3 separate regions of the Zea mays genome follow, and regions 1 and 2 are each linked to region 3. The links are chromatin contacts, called in public Hi-C maps. All regions are on one chromosome and are shown on one strand. The core of a region is the stretch at or near the end of the contact, and the rest is flanking DNA. Distances in the headings are between cores, read along the strand shown. Region 1 has its middle 94 kb from the start of LOC100276990. Region 2 has its middle 30 kb from the start of LOC100276990. Region 3 has its middle 22 kb from the start of LOC103654542.

Region 1 (4,268 bases), core at 1,425-3,924, 150 kb after region 3:
TAACCAATTCATCTTTCCCTTGTCGCAAGGCCATAATCGCTGGAGAAAAAATGATCATGAATTTTTTTTAAATCTCCCCACGACAAAATAGAATTAGGAGGGACTGTGGCATACCATGCGAATGCAGTTCCTGTTAATGATAATGAAAACAAACACACATAGAACGCCTCTGTGTCGGCCAATTCTCCTAATTGTGCTAGGAACTGGCCTATGTGCTCGCGCGTGCTCTTTCCTTGGTCACCCAAAAATTTCGCGAATTCGGATATCCTGGTTCCCTGTGGGTATGGGTGATGGTTAAATCAGCTATCATAAGGTCTCCGATATGACTGCCCCCCAGGGACCATGCTTACTCTGAGCTTATCTCGAAACACCCCGGCTATTTCTTCCCTTAATATATCAATGGCAGCCGGTGGGAGACCACAGGCTCTCTAGTCCAACATGAGTGAAATTGTTTGGATATTAGTTTGTTGTCTTCCCCCATTGGTTTGGGTTTTGTGGCGCATTAGTACTTGCCCTATTCGGCTCATAGGACTGGCCATTCCTTTTCGGCCTTTTAGGAGGGGCCCGGAAAGTACTGGCCCCCATGGGTTTGGTATGCTATACAATGGTGCTGGTGCATTGTATAGTGCGATGGGAAGTTTAGCTGGGACGGATGCGGAGTTGGATAAAACTCTTCCTCAAAAAAACTCCACACCAGACCGTCCGGTTAGGTACGCGGACCGTTCGGTTGCGTGCGCGGACTGTCCGGCCATATGGCCGGACCGTCTTGTGTTGTATTCGGATGGTCCGGTGCCATGTGCGGATGGTCTGACTGGATAGTTTAGGGTTTGCACAGTATGTGGTGGCTCAGGTGTAGGTCTTGGTATTTTGTTTCTAAAATCAGAATCGGCCGTCGCTGGCCCGGACGGTCCGCGCCCATACGCGCACAGTCCGGACGTGCGCAGATCGGCGAATTTACCGCCGATTTGCGTAGGAGGCTGCGGTTGCCCACGATACGTGTCTATCGGCATCCCGTAAAGGGGTTGTGACTGGTCGTGACAACATGTAGTCGATGAATCACGTGTGTTTTCCCCCAATTCAACCTCATGCGAAGGAAAATTTGTAATAGTAGATTTATCAAAAGTACGTACTAGTCTTTTATAATCATTATGCATACCCCTTATGATATGTTGCATTTGGTCTCGCTGCTCATGATGTTGATGAAGATCATCGGTGATGATAAACGTAGGCTAATGGTGAACAAGGTTATCGATATAGATGGTGTAGTTAATATTGTTGGAGTTGATCTATGCACTTGGTGGAGTCGGATGTGGCTTGCCTTTCTAGACCAGGACGTTGACACTTGATCGTACCCGCTTGATCACCTATAGACCCCGTCCATCGCAGGTTGTCTGTTGCAGCCGATCGCATCTAGCTTACCCACGAGCGCCTCCACCTCGACCACCTATTAATTAATTTACATATATGTAGATTTGGAGTACAAGAAAAGTCCTTATTGAATTAGATCTAGGATATTCCGATGACTCTTATTTATATTTCTAACAACAATCACGTGTTGTGAGTCGATAACAAATAAATATGCAAATGAAATGGAGATAGCATAAAAAAATTAGCCACATTTGAAGTGTTACATAATATCCAAGTTATGAACTAATTTGATTTGGTTTCTTCTAATATCTCAATTGATCAATATCTGGGCATCATCAAACTGAAGCTCTCACTAGTCACTATAGATGTGCGAGTCTGCAATATATACATGATGTACCATCTAAGTACGTAGGAGTGCCTTGCTTCTTTGCACGAATGTGACACTTCATTTGCATGAGCTTTCTTCACGACGTCCACATGAACCATGGTAACTATATTATATTCCATACTGAACACAAGAAGCGGAGCAAGGCTTCAAAAATCATTTTAGCGTCGATGTGTTTTACCAACAACAAGCAATGCATGCATGCCATCATACGACGGCACAAAATGACACTGCCGGTTCAAAGATATATATGGCAGATGGTGTGTTCTCTCTCTTTCGCCATGAAATTTGAGTCATGCCACTCACATTGGATTCACCTTGTCAATGTGGATGTTAACATTTTGCTATGGGATTATTGCGTGAAGCAGAAAAAATCAAAAAAAATATTTTGAGGAGGTTGTAAGAGCAGTCTATGTCTCTTTTGGACCATCAAGACATATGTTTAGTTGGAGAGTCAATTAGGATTGAGCGGTTCCATTCTAGTTTTTTAGAATGAAGTCGTTCAATTCTTCGTTTGGCAAGCAGAACAAAGTCACTTTATTTTTTGTTTGGTTGAAGAATAGAATAGAGCAGATTCGCTTCGTTCTTTGTTTAGTTAGAGGGCATATAAATATAGAGAGTAAAAAGAGAGGAGAGTACTCGTATCCGATCATTTTGGTGGAGCGGGAGCATTCCAACTTTTTATGGTAAATTTTATATAAAGATATTAGAAGCCGTTCCACTCTTTTTTTTAAAAAAAAACAAATATTTAAAAAACTAGAATGAAGTTGATTTATTCTACTTCACTGCTTAATCAAACACATCCTTAAAAAAAGGAAGGGAGAAGGCACTACACAACAAAATGATCGGATGGGAGGTGTGAGGTGCTTGCCTGCCAGCAAGCATCAGCAGCATGGGGCCGCAGCTAGCCTCACATGGACTGTCTTGCGTGCGACCGATCCATCCATATCCATCTGTGATGTGGCCATGGAACGGCACGTGCCAGACCGTGACGCTGAAAGTCTCCATGGCACGACGCTGCTGCGAGTGCCAAGATGCCTGGATGGCACGACTAGAGATGACAATGGGTACCCGAAACCCGAAACCCGATGGGTTTTTACCCCATTAGGGTACAGGTTTGGGTCAATTTTCATACCCATGGGTTTGTTAATGGGCATAAATGTATACCCGACGGGTTTATGAGTACGGGTTTGTTCCTATAGTACCCAAACCCGTGAACCCGTGGGTTTTTTAAACCCGACAAACATAGTGCATATTGTCATTTTATTTTATAAACGAACAACAAACTTGTTATCTACCTATTTACTTCCTAATTTTTATCAAATAGTGAATGTATAAGTAGTTGGTGAGAGTGTTGCTTTCTTGCTATTATAGTTATTACTAGTGTTATATATGTGGTGGATGTATAACCTAGTGCAAGGTAACTTGATTATACAACTTATTATTTGTATTTAATTCTCTCTATTAATATTTTTATACCAAATCATGAACTCATTGTTCATTACATAAATTTTGGACCATGATCTCATTAATCATTACAATACTTATTGATTATAAAAAGAATAAACATATTGGAGATAAAACCCGCGGGTAACCCGTGGGTACCCGCTAACCCGATGGGTACGGGTTTGGGCAAAATTTCAAACCCGTCATGGGTACGGGTTTTTTAATGGACGTAAATATTTTTTACGGGTACGGGTTTGGGATAGCAAAACCCGACGGGTTTGTACCCGTTGCCATCTCTAGGCACGACGCTGCTGTGAGTGCCAAGATGCCTGGAGTAGTGTTTGACACGTGAGAGGATGAGCCAATACTTTGAGGCCCAATATATGCTCAGGATTGCTTGCTTGGGCATGTTGGGATGGAATATTAATACAATAATGCTTGGTCCCAAGATTACCAAAAAAATTCAGTACATTTCTTTTCGCTGGAAACCTCTCTTCCCTTGTCGTATTATCATCATGCCAGCAGCAAATTATGTTGGGCTCCATCTACTACTATGACACATTCATTCGTACAGACGAGGCCCAAGAAGCACAGTAGCGGCCCATTGAGTTGTATTGTATGACGAGTGGGAAAAAAGGAGAACACATTTCGTGCGAGAAACGAAACGAACATATTTGCATATTTGACCACCAGCTAGACCAGGCAGCAAGAGCCTAGACATCTCACAGATTATGGACTTGTTTGTTTCAGTTTTTTTCAGCTTCTAGTTATCAAAAGTTGATGTAGATTATCAAACGTCTAACTTTTTAACTCGTTATATGAGAACCACTTTAGTCAAAATTGTCTAAAATCAATGTAAACACCGAATCGACCGAGTAGGAAATCGTCATTTTATACATCCTAAACCATATGGACTTTTTTTATCTTACTCCGTATGTAATCTCCACAATACTTAGATTCTCTACACAACCAAATTCTCTGCAACAGTCAGATTCTCAGAAAAACTTCTCAGAAAAAGCTGAACCATTGAACACTAAAATTGCCCTATGGTCTGTCCGCCCCTAGGGTC
Region 2 (4,299 bases), core at 450-2,949, 210 kb after region 3:
ACTTGTCCACGTGTCATGATATCATATGTAGAGCCTATGATAAAAATTGATAAAAATTCGAGAAAGTTGTCAACCCCAATGTGTAGAAACCTAGCCGGTCTACATTGAAGTTCTAAGATTTCATGTGTAGTTCGGCTAGGTTTCTACACATAGTGCGTGATAACTCAGCACGGGCTCCGTCGCCGTTAACAGCCATCGTGACGACAACTTTATTTCTTTGCCGAGTAACGGGTGACACTCGACAAATTCTTTGTCGAGTGCCCAATAAAAAATACTCGACAAAGAAGTCGTTGCCAATGTACAGTTCGTCGAGCTTTCTTTGCTGAGTGTCACACTCGGTAAAGCATTCGCCGGCAAAGAAGTTGTTTCCGATAGTGCTTGTGATCACTAGATGCAGTGAGGTTGCTCCATTCAAATCAAAGATAATGCAGCTATTCAAGATGAGTGACCTAGGACTCTTGAGGTGAAGCAGACCAAGAAGGGAACCAGCATTAGCTAGGGAGCATATGCAGCAAAACTGATAACACGAAATGGAATGGAAGGTTGCAAACGCTTGTGTAGTTTCGATGGTGAAGCAGCCCAAGCTCAGCAACACAAGTGATCATCCCCTGGTAAATGCAACGGTGTATCGAAGTATCGTGGGCGGACTCCAGTATCTTGTGAACCGCTGGCCAGATCTAGCCTACTATGTGGGGTTTGTCAGTCGGTTTTTGGAGGAGCCAAAAGAAGACCACTATGCAGTAGTGAAACGTTAGCTTCGGTATGTTGCTGGAACATTGGAGTATGGAGTGTTCTATGACATAGGAAGATCACGGTGCTTGGTTGGGTCCAGCGAGGCAGCGATAGTGACCATATGCCAGGGATCCAGATGACAGACGCAGTACAAGCGGGCTGCTATACTTTCTGGGAAGGAACAATCACTTGGCAATCCAACGAACAGAAGATAGTGACATTGTCATCGTGTGAGGCCGAATACATAGCGGCAGCAGCTAGCACTTGTCAAGGGGTATGGCTGACGCGCCTGTTGAAGGACCTGATGAGAGAAGAACACAAAGCACTGGTACTGAAGGTAGACAACGAGTCTGTTATAGGTCTCATGAAAAACCATGATGGAACCAAACACATAAATATAAGGTATTGCTTGGTTCACATATTTATAATGTCATAGGTAACTAATAACATTAAACCATGTTTGTTCAAGTTCAACCGTAATATCAGCCTATTCAAACTTGTTATCGCTGGTAATCGAGTGTAAATCATTATCGTTTCCATTTACGTTACATTTAGTGAACCAAACAGCAGCACCTAAGGTTTTACTACATTAGAGAGTGCGTAGACATGAGGAAGATTATCCTCGAGCAGATCACAACTTGAGATCAGCTTGCAGATATATTGATGAACCACCCGAGCGAGAGAAGTTCATCGGTTGCTGCAACCGGATTGGTTTTGTCGACATCAAGACCAAGTTTGAAGATCAGGAGGAGAAATGTTACATGTAATCTGTCAGTTGATCATGATGTGTTCGGTTAGTTGTAGCACAAACTCGTTCTTCAATCTTTACACTTCCTCAGCAGCTAGATGTGTTGTCGGATTTTTGTTAGGTTGTGTACTGGCGACTGAATCGCATCGGGCTTTACAACAGTGTCCAAAACTTTGCGCATGCGGGCTGCATCGACTTGCGCTGGTGCCTAGATTTTTTTTGCCGGTCGGCCCATAAAGCCCAGGATGAATGTATGGATGTAGTGGAGTGCAGCAAATAAGCTATAGTATTTCGGTCGAAGCAAGTGACAACGATGCCTTGTTCGTTGTTACGTAGGGCCCTGTCACTGGGATTACGGTGAGTGGGACAGAGAAGGAGTTGTGTTGTGTCCATTGAACATCAAAATGGCGGACATCCTAGGGTCTAGACGGTCCGCGCCCGCATAATTAGATTGACTTGGTCGATTATCCTTATCTTGTGTATGGTTATTCACCTAATCATGTGAGATTTGTTGGCTATCGCCTAGAAACGGGTGACGAGTCCATACATCCTCATATATATATATATATATAGACGAACTAATAGAAGCCCATGGCTTCCATTAGTACGGGAAGCCCCAGCCAGGTATACCTACGTGCAGGTAGGCGTGCATCCGATCGTGCACGGTTCTGGCTCAACAGATTTTTGCGTAAATCGTGAACCAAACCAGCGTAAATTAGTACGAATTTTAGCGTAAATCGTAGATCCGTTTCATAACGACGAATGTGCCCAAATATTGCGGCGTAAAAATCGCGCGCTTCCGATCGTGCGCGGGTTCTGGATCGGGTGAGTTTTGCGTAAAACGTGAATCAAAACAGCGTAAATGAGTATGAATTTTAGCGTAAATCATAGATCTGTTTCGTAACGACGAATGGGACCCAAAAATTACGGCATAAAAATCGCGCGCGTCCGATCGTGCGCGGGTTCTGGCTCGGACGGATTTTTGCGTAAAACGTAAACCAAAACAACGTAAATGGGTACAAATTTTAGCGTAATCGTAAATTTGTTTCATAACGACGAATGTGGCCCAAAAATTATGCCGTAAAAATCACGCGCGTCCGATCGTGCGCTGGTTATGGCTCGTGCGGATTTTTGTGTAAAATGTGATCCAAAATAGCGTAAATGGGTGTGAATTTTAGCATAAATTGTTGATCTGTTTCGTAACGAATTACAGAGTTTAAATCGCACATGTTTAGCGTTAGTTTCCGTGCATGTCGCATAGAAGTTTTTGAATGTAAAACGCATCGACTGGACCATTTATTATGTAACAACCAAAAGACAACACATGGTTCAGATCTCAATAAGAAACATGTCATTTCATATACGTGAACCCATAAATGATATACAAAATACGATAATGAGCGACACAATGATGGTCAGGATGTTAAAAAGATCCATCATTCATGTCGCACACATCAATCAAGAACGATGTCATAAATATAACAAAGATAGCAGATGTCATGCCATAAATCATGTCAATATATGTGCATGCTGAACTAATAACGGAAAACACAATTGAAAAAACAAAATCATCATAACACTTGGCTTCTGCTATAAAAATGCTTCTTATGCTTCTTTGCAGCCTATACATAGTTCCTCCATATGCTTTTATGATTCCTGAAAGAAATAGGATAAGTGGGATGAAAATGAAAGAATACATTCCAAAACTTTAGTAACTTGCTTCTTTATCCTCTAGCATTTCTTTAGAACAATGATTATACATTTCTAGTACCACAATCGAGCCATACAAAAATTTTAAAGCCCAATGTTTTCCTGTTTACCCCATGAAAAGGAAGGACACGATGCCCAAATAAGCGCACACACACACAATGGATAGAAACTTGACTGAGTTCAGCTACATGCATCTCCATGGATACCCTCAATTCCATTTCTGCTATAAATTGCAAAGTACCAAATGCCACACCAGGAAATACATAGAGGAAATGAAAGTGCATAGTAGCTGCTCAAGTATATAGTAAACCATTATGTTGCTAGCATTTCAGACAGAAGATAAAAGAAAATATCTAATATCATGATAATGCAAACCATTACAATATGTTATATCATTGGGTACTGATGCATGATCATGTGAGGACCAATTCAACTCAGTATAAAAGCATAAAAGGAAGAACATAAAAATGTACAATTTGGTGGTCTACGTGTTTACAAAGCGGAGCATACGCGCGATCTAGTAATTGGGCGTAATAGCGTATTGAAATTAGCATAAAAAGACATATTTAGGAAATAAAAATTACAGAGGTGGATCATGCATGCTGGTTACAGTAAGTAGGACTAGATGGCTGACTTACTGATGCATGTTTATGTAAGGAAGCAGAAGCATCAGATGAGTCTGAATCATTGGGTACTGATGCATGATCATGTGAGGACAAATTCAAATCAGCATAAAAGGAAGAACATAAGAAATGTAGAAAAGTCTGACTATATGCACAAAATAGTACTGAAAACACTAATCATGAAAACTTCACAAATGAAGTGTAAATTTTGTGATTCTTGTCTTGGTTCGCATAAATAGACCAGCTATATTAACATTCCCCTAATTTTTTATCGGTAGGGTACACCAAAAGTGACACCTCACCAAACCCTTCTGACACAACTCAGGACAAATTGGGTGTGCTGCTTCTACTGCTACCGACCGGAAAGATTTTGAACTTTTGGTAAGCATCTATATGTAAAAAAATCATTGCCACACTAGAAACATATCAACAACATAAATAGTTCAAATGTATGCATAAATGGTGCCATGAGTAGTCGTAACAAAC
Region 3 (3,798 bases), core at 11-2,510:
GGTGGTCCATGCATCCATGCATCAGCATTGCTGCAGGATTGGTCCGCGCGCACACACACTCACACTAGATAACGTTCTTCCTCATGGGAAGCAGCAAGGAGTGGCAGTAAAAAAAAGGGTGATTGATGGACGCATTTGAATAGTAGTGTTAGATTGTAATCTGACCGCGTTGGTGACCGCGGCGTTGGTGATGTAATCTGACCTAATGCTAGCTGCTGTGGGTTTATAACTAGGACAACAGATCCTGCAACATGGATATGGGGTAGTCGAGGTTGGATTCCCTTGATCAGCGAGCGAGCGAGGATAATGTAAAATTTAAACCTCACAGTCCCCTCCCTCCGAGCAGTAAATTAGTAGAGTGCTCATGGTTAGAGATAAATAAACTGCTGCCAAAATACGTTGGGACATGCATGTAATTAACCAAAGGTAAATCATGTGGTGAGTTACTTTTGGGCCTCATCTCCAAGGCAGCAGGCAAGGCACACACGGCCATGAGAAAGACACTGCACGGACAGCATGCATCATGGGCGCTGAACCTGAACCAGACGATATCCTTGTCCGTGATTCCATATGGCTAGATGCCTCTCACCAGGGTGGTCTGCAGTAAAATGAGCAGTAGTATGTATTACAGAGCTAATTAACCGCTCTGCTAGCTTATGCTTAATTAGCAGTAAGTAAACAGGTGGTCTGCAGTAATAAGGACCACTGAGATGTAATGTACTAGCATTCCTGGGGCTGTACGTGTTGTGAAGACTGAGGTCATGGGCTATCACTATCATAGAGAAGAAGAGAAGATGTGTAGCTCCTCCTACTGCTACGGAGGAGCCATGCCATGCTGATTGATGAGCACTATACTATACAGTATACGCGGCGCGTACTGCGTGGGATTGGAGTAACCACGGCTCAGCTGTCAGTGTGACTATCTGTCGGCATCGGCAACGGCAACCTCACCGCACTGTGTTGACAGATGCCCTCTCTGGCTGCTCTGTCTATCGAAAAATATTGGCAGTTGCAAGTCTGCCTCGGCGCTAGCTACACAACTGCTGTCGTCTCTGAAATCTGAATCCTTTGTTTGCCTGTACCCTCTGCCGGCGTGGAAACGGGCGAAATAACTGAATATTACTTTTACTACTACTATCTCCCCTCCCCCATCTGATCTTTTTCATCTGTCGAAGAAAAAAATGAGTGGGCAGGAGAGCATAAAAAGCGGCCGAGTGGCCTGCCTGCCTCCTTCCGGGCCAGCATGACAGTGACTCGAGAGAAGGCCGGGGCCGGGGGCCGGGGTATTATTGGTTTGGTGCATCCAGTACACATGTGTCTGAAACCATGCATCAAATACGATCAGCGCGAGGCGTGTTTGCCTGCGTGCAGCGTGCTCCAGCCTCCAGCAAACATGCATGCTGCATGCATGTGGACGTGCCGGTGATCTCTCGACCGTACCCTTTTGCTAGCTCTCCGGGGCCTCACGAGCCTTTGCTTGCTGCCCTGATAAGCCAACGGGCGTCCTCTCCTAACAGAGCACATGTGCCTTGCCTTGTGTTGTGAGCCGTCTTCCTCTTGCAGCTAGTGCAGGGAGCGAGAGAGCTCAAAGCAGCTAGCAGCAGCTTCTTGCTTCAGATCGATATGCAGTGTTGCCCTTCGAGTAAACTGACCGTCGTCACCATTATATTTTACACCAGGCAATTGCCGTGGTCACTTTACGGCTTCACTGGCTGTGGCATCATTGCTCGATCGTCGCTCCGATGGCGATATGGAACTGCATGGGCCAAGTCGTGGCAGACGGACGGCAGTAGGTCGTTGGGTTGGAACCTTTAATTTGGTTGTGGCTCTGAAAGCAGGCTAACGTGCCTTCCTCTTCTCTCTCACACACTAGCCAACGATTACCTTTCTTCTCCTATAGAGACATGGTCAACATCATCCCTTTCTTTCGATTTCGATCGCCTGGGGACTGGGGCTAGGGGTTGCCTCTTGCCTGTCGCTGCCGTCTCGTGGCTGACAAACAGGCCGTATGCATGTGCGTGTCTAAGAGGGATCACCAAACTGTTAAGATATTCTCACATTGATCAACATGCCTACCAAGTCGGAGTGCCTTGCTTATATATATATATATATATATATATATATATATATATATATATATATATATATATATATATATATATATCGTATGAGGATTCGTGAAACTTTACATGAAGCCTGCCTGCATGCTGCAGAATGGAACACTTGACAATGACACACTCGATACATGAAGCGGCCGGTGGGCTCGGAACAGGGCTTCTCTTCTTGTTGATAACCATTTTAGCATCAATGTATTTCTACCCACAACAAACAACGCACGCCATCACTTCACAACAGAAAATGCCACTGCCGGCCGGTTCGATATGATGACAGATAATAATGTGCTCTTATGGTCTCACCGGTAGAAAAGAGCTCAAAGCCGTGTGGAAATTACGCTAACACTGGTGGTTCTGTTACATCAACCACCAATGAACTTTGTATTATAAATACCCCTTCTTCTCCCCCACAGAATTGTATCTCGCAGCTAGCCAACTTTTTCTATTGGAGGCGATTTTGGAGGTCTAAATTTCACAAAATACAAGGGGAAGTTTTCATCTTCATTTTTTGGAAGAAAGTTGCTAAGAAATGTTGGTTTTATGTTTTTTTGTCATTTTTTTATTCATTCTTGCTCAATTTTAGCCACATTTTGGATCTAGGGTGTCACACCCGGGTTTCGGGGCACCAAGACCCGGACGCGAACATAATCACCAGGTGTGCTAGGACCAAGTCTCACACATATGATGAATCATGGCACAGGATCGAATGTCACATCTTTACTACATAACAGGAGTTCTATACAAAATAAATAAATAACTACATTATAAGGAGACAACGGTCCAGCAACCCAAAGTTGACTGGAAGACGACGGCCTAGACCTCTCACGAACACATCGCAGCAACCTCCATACGCCTCATCTTGCGGTACCTGTTCTTGACCTGTGGGGGGTGTGAGACAGCAAGAGTGAGCTCACATACGTTCATCGCTCAACAAGTTGTGGGGAATCATGTGCATGAACTCGCCAAAGGTGGGAGCTCATGTGAAGTGTAAGGCTTTCCAAAGAGAATGGTTAGAGCTGAGCATTGCTTTTAAAGTTGGTCAAAATTTTATTAGCAATTACTAAGTATAAGTAAATACCAACCCATTAAGTAGTAGAAAAGTAACAACCTCACCTGCGATGCAATACATATGACAAATTGAGTTTAAGTTCCATAATTTAATCATGTGAGTGTCCGAGCTGCTCATGACCGTGAGCACGGCTAGTATACCAGTTTTACACTCTGTAGAGGTTGCACATCTTTACCCACAAGTCATGTTACTCATCTGCCAAGAGACAGCCAATCCCATACACCTCTACCGAGGAGGCGAGGCAGGGTAACACTACGAGGCCTTTACAAAGTTCCACTAGCTTCAGAAAACCCGCTACAGTTTATAGGAAGCTCCAGTGCAGGAGTCCCTCGACTGACCGCTATCGCAGCAAAATCAACCAAGGACCTCCCTACACTGACCACTCCCCTACTGCCCTTGCCCCTTTCGGGTAAGGTAATCATCCACTAGCACTGTTTTCTCGGGTGGTTCTCCATGTTCCAATTAACATAATGATATTAACATGAACAATAAATAACAATTGATAACAAAAGTATAATCATGAATAGTGTAATCTTCATACCCAAAACCACATAAAGCAATAGCAGGTACTACCCAAAAATTCCAGTGGAGTCAAGGTATAAAGATAATCAAACT

The links. Hi-C and Micro-C count contacts between places; a contact is called where the count stands out from the background.
Region 1: a Hi-C map of leaf shows a contact between it and region 3, with 2.1 times the contacts expected there. The contact joins two enhancer-like sites. A contact is called at or near these places in 11 of 25 Hi-C or Micro-C datasets (bundle sheath, ear, endosperm and 2 more).
Region 2: a contact with region 3 is called in a Hi-C map of ear, with 4 times the contacts expected there. The contact joins two enhancer-like sites. A contact is called at or near these places in 3 of 25 Hi-C or Micro-C datasets (ear, leaf and tassel).

Annotation. Positions count from the first base shown.
Region 1 is chr4:209,245,022-209,249,289 of Zm-B73-REFERENCE-NAM-5.0, forward strand. No RefSeq gene overlaps it. Among protein-coding and RNA genes, the nearest start is that of LOC100276990, 94 kb to the right of the region's middle. Within about 2 kb of position 2,675, at least 16 of the 20 cell types and tissues checked have an H3K27ac peak or open chromatin away from gene starts, as enhancers often do. A contact at or near this core is called in ear, leaf and tassel, where this site is marked.
Region 2 is chr4:209,309,407-209,313,705 of Zm-B73-REFERENCE-NAM-5.0, forward strand. No RefSeq gene overlaps it. Among protein-coding and RNA genes, the nearest start is that of LOC100276990, 30 kb to the right of the region's middle. Within about 2 kb of position 1,700, at least 14 of the 20 cell types and tissues checked have an H3K27ac peak or open chromatin away from gene starts, as enhancers often do. A contact at or near this core is called in ear, leaf and tassel, where this site is marked.
Region 3 is chr4:209,096,926-209,100,723 of Zm-B73-REFERENCE-NAM-5.0, forward strand. No RefSeq gene overlaps it. Among protein-coding and RNA genes, the nearest start is that of LOC103654542, 22 kb to the left of the region's middle. Within about 2 kb of position 1,261, at least 16 of the 20 cell types and tissues checked have an H3K27ac peak or open chromatin away from gene starts, as enhancers often do. A contact at or near this core is called in ear, leaf and tassel, where this site is marked.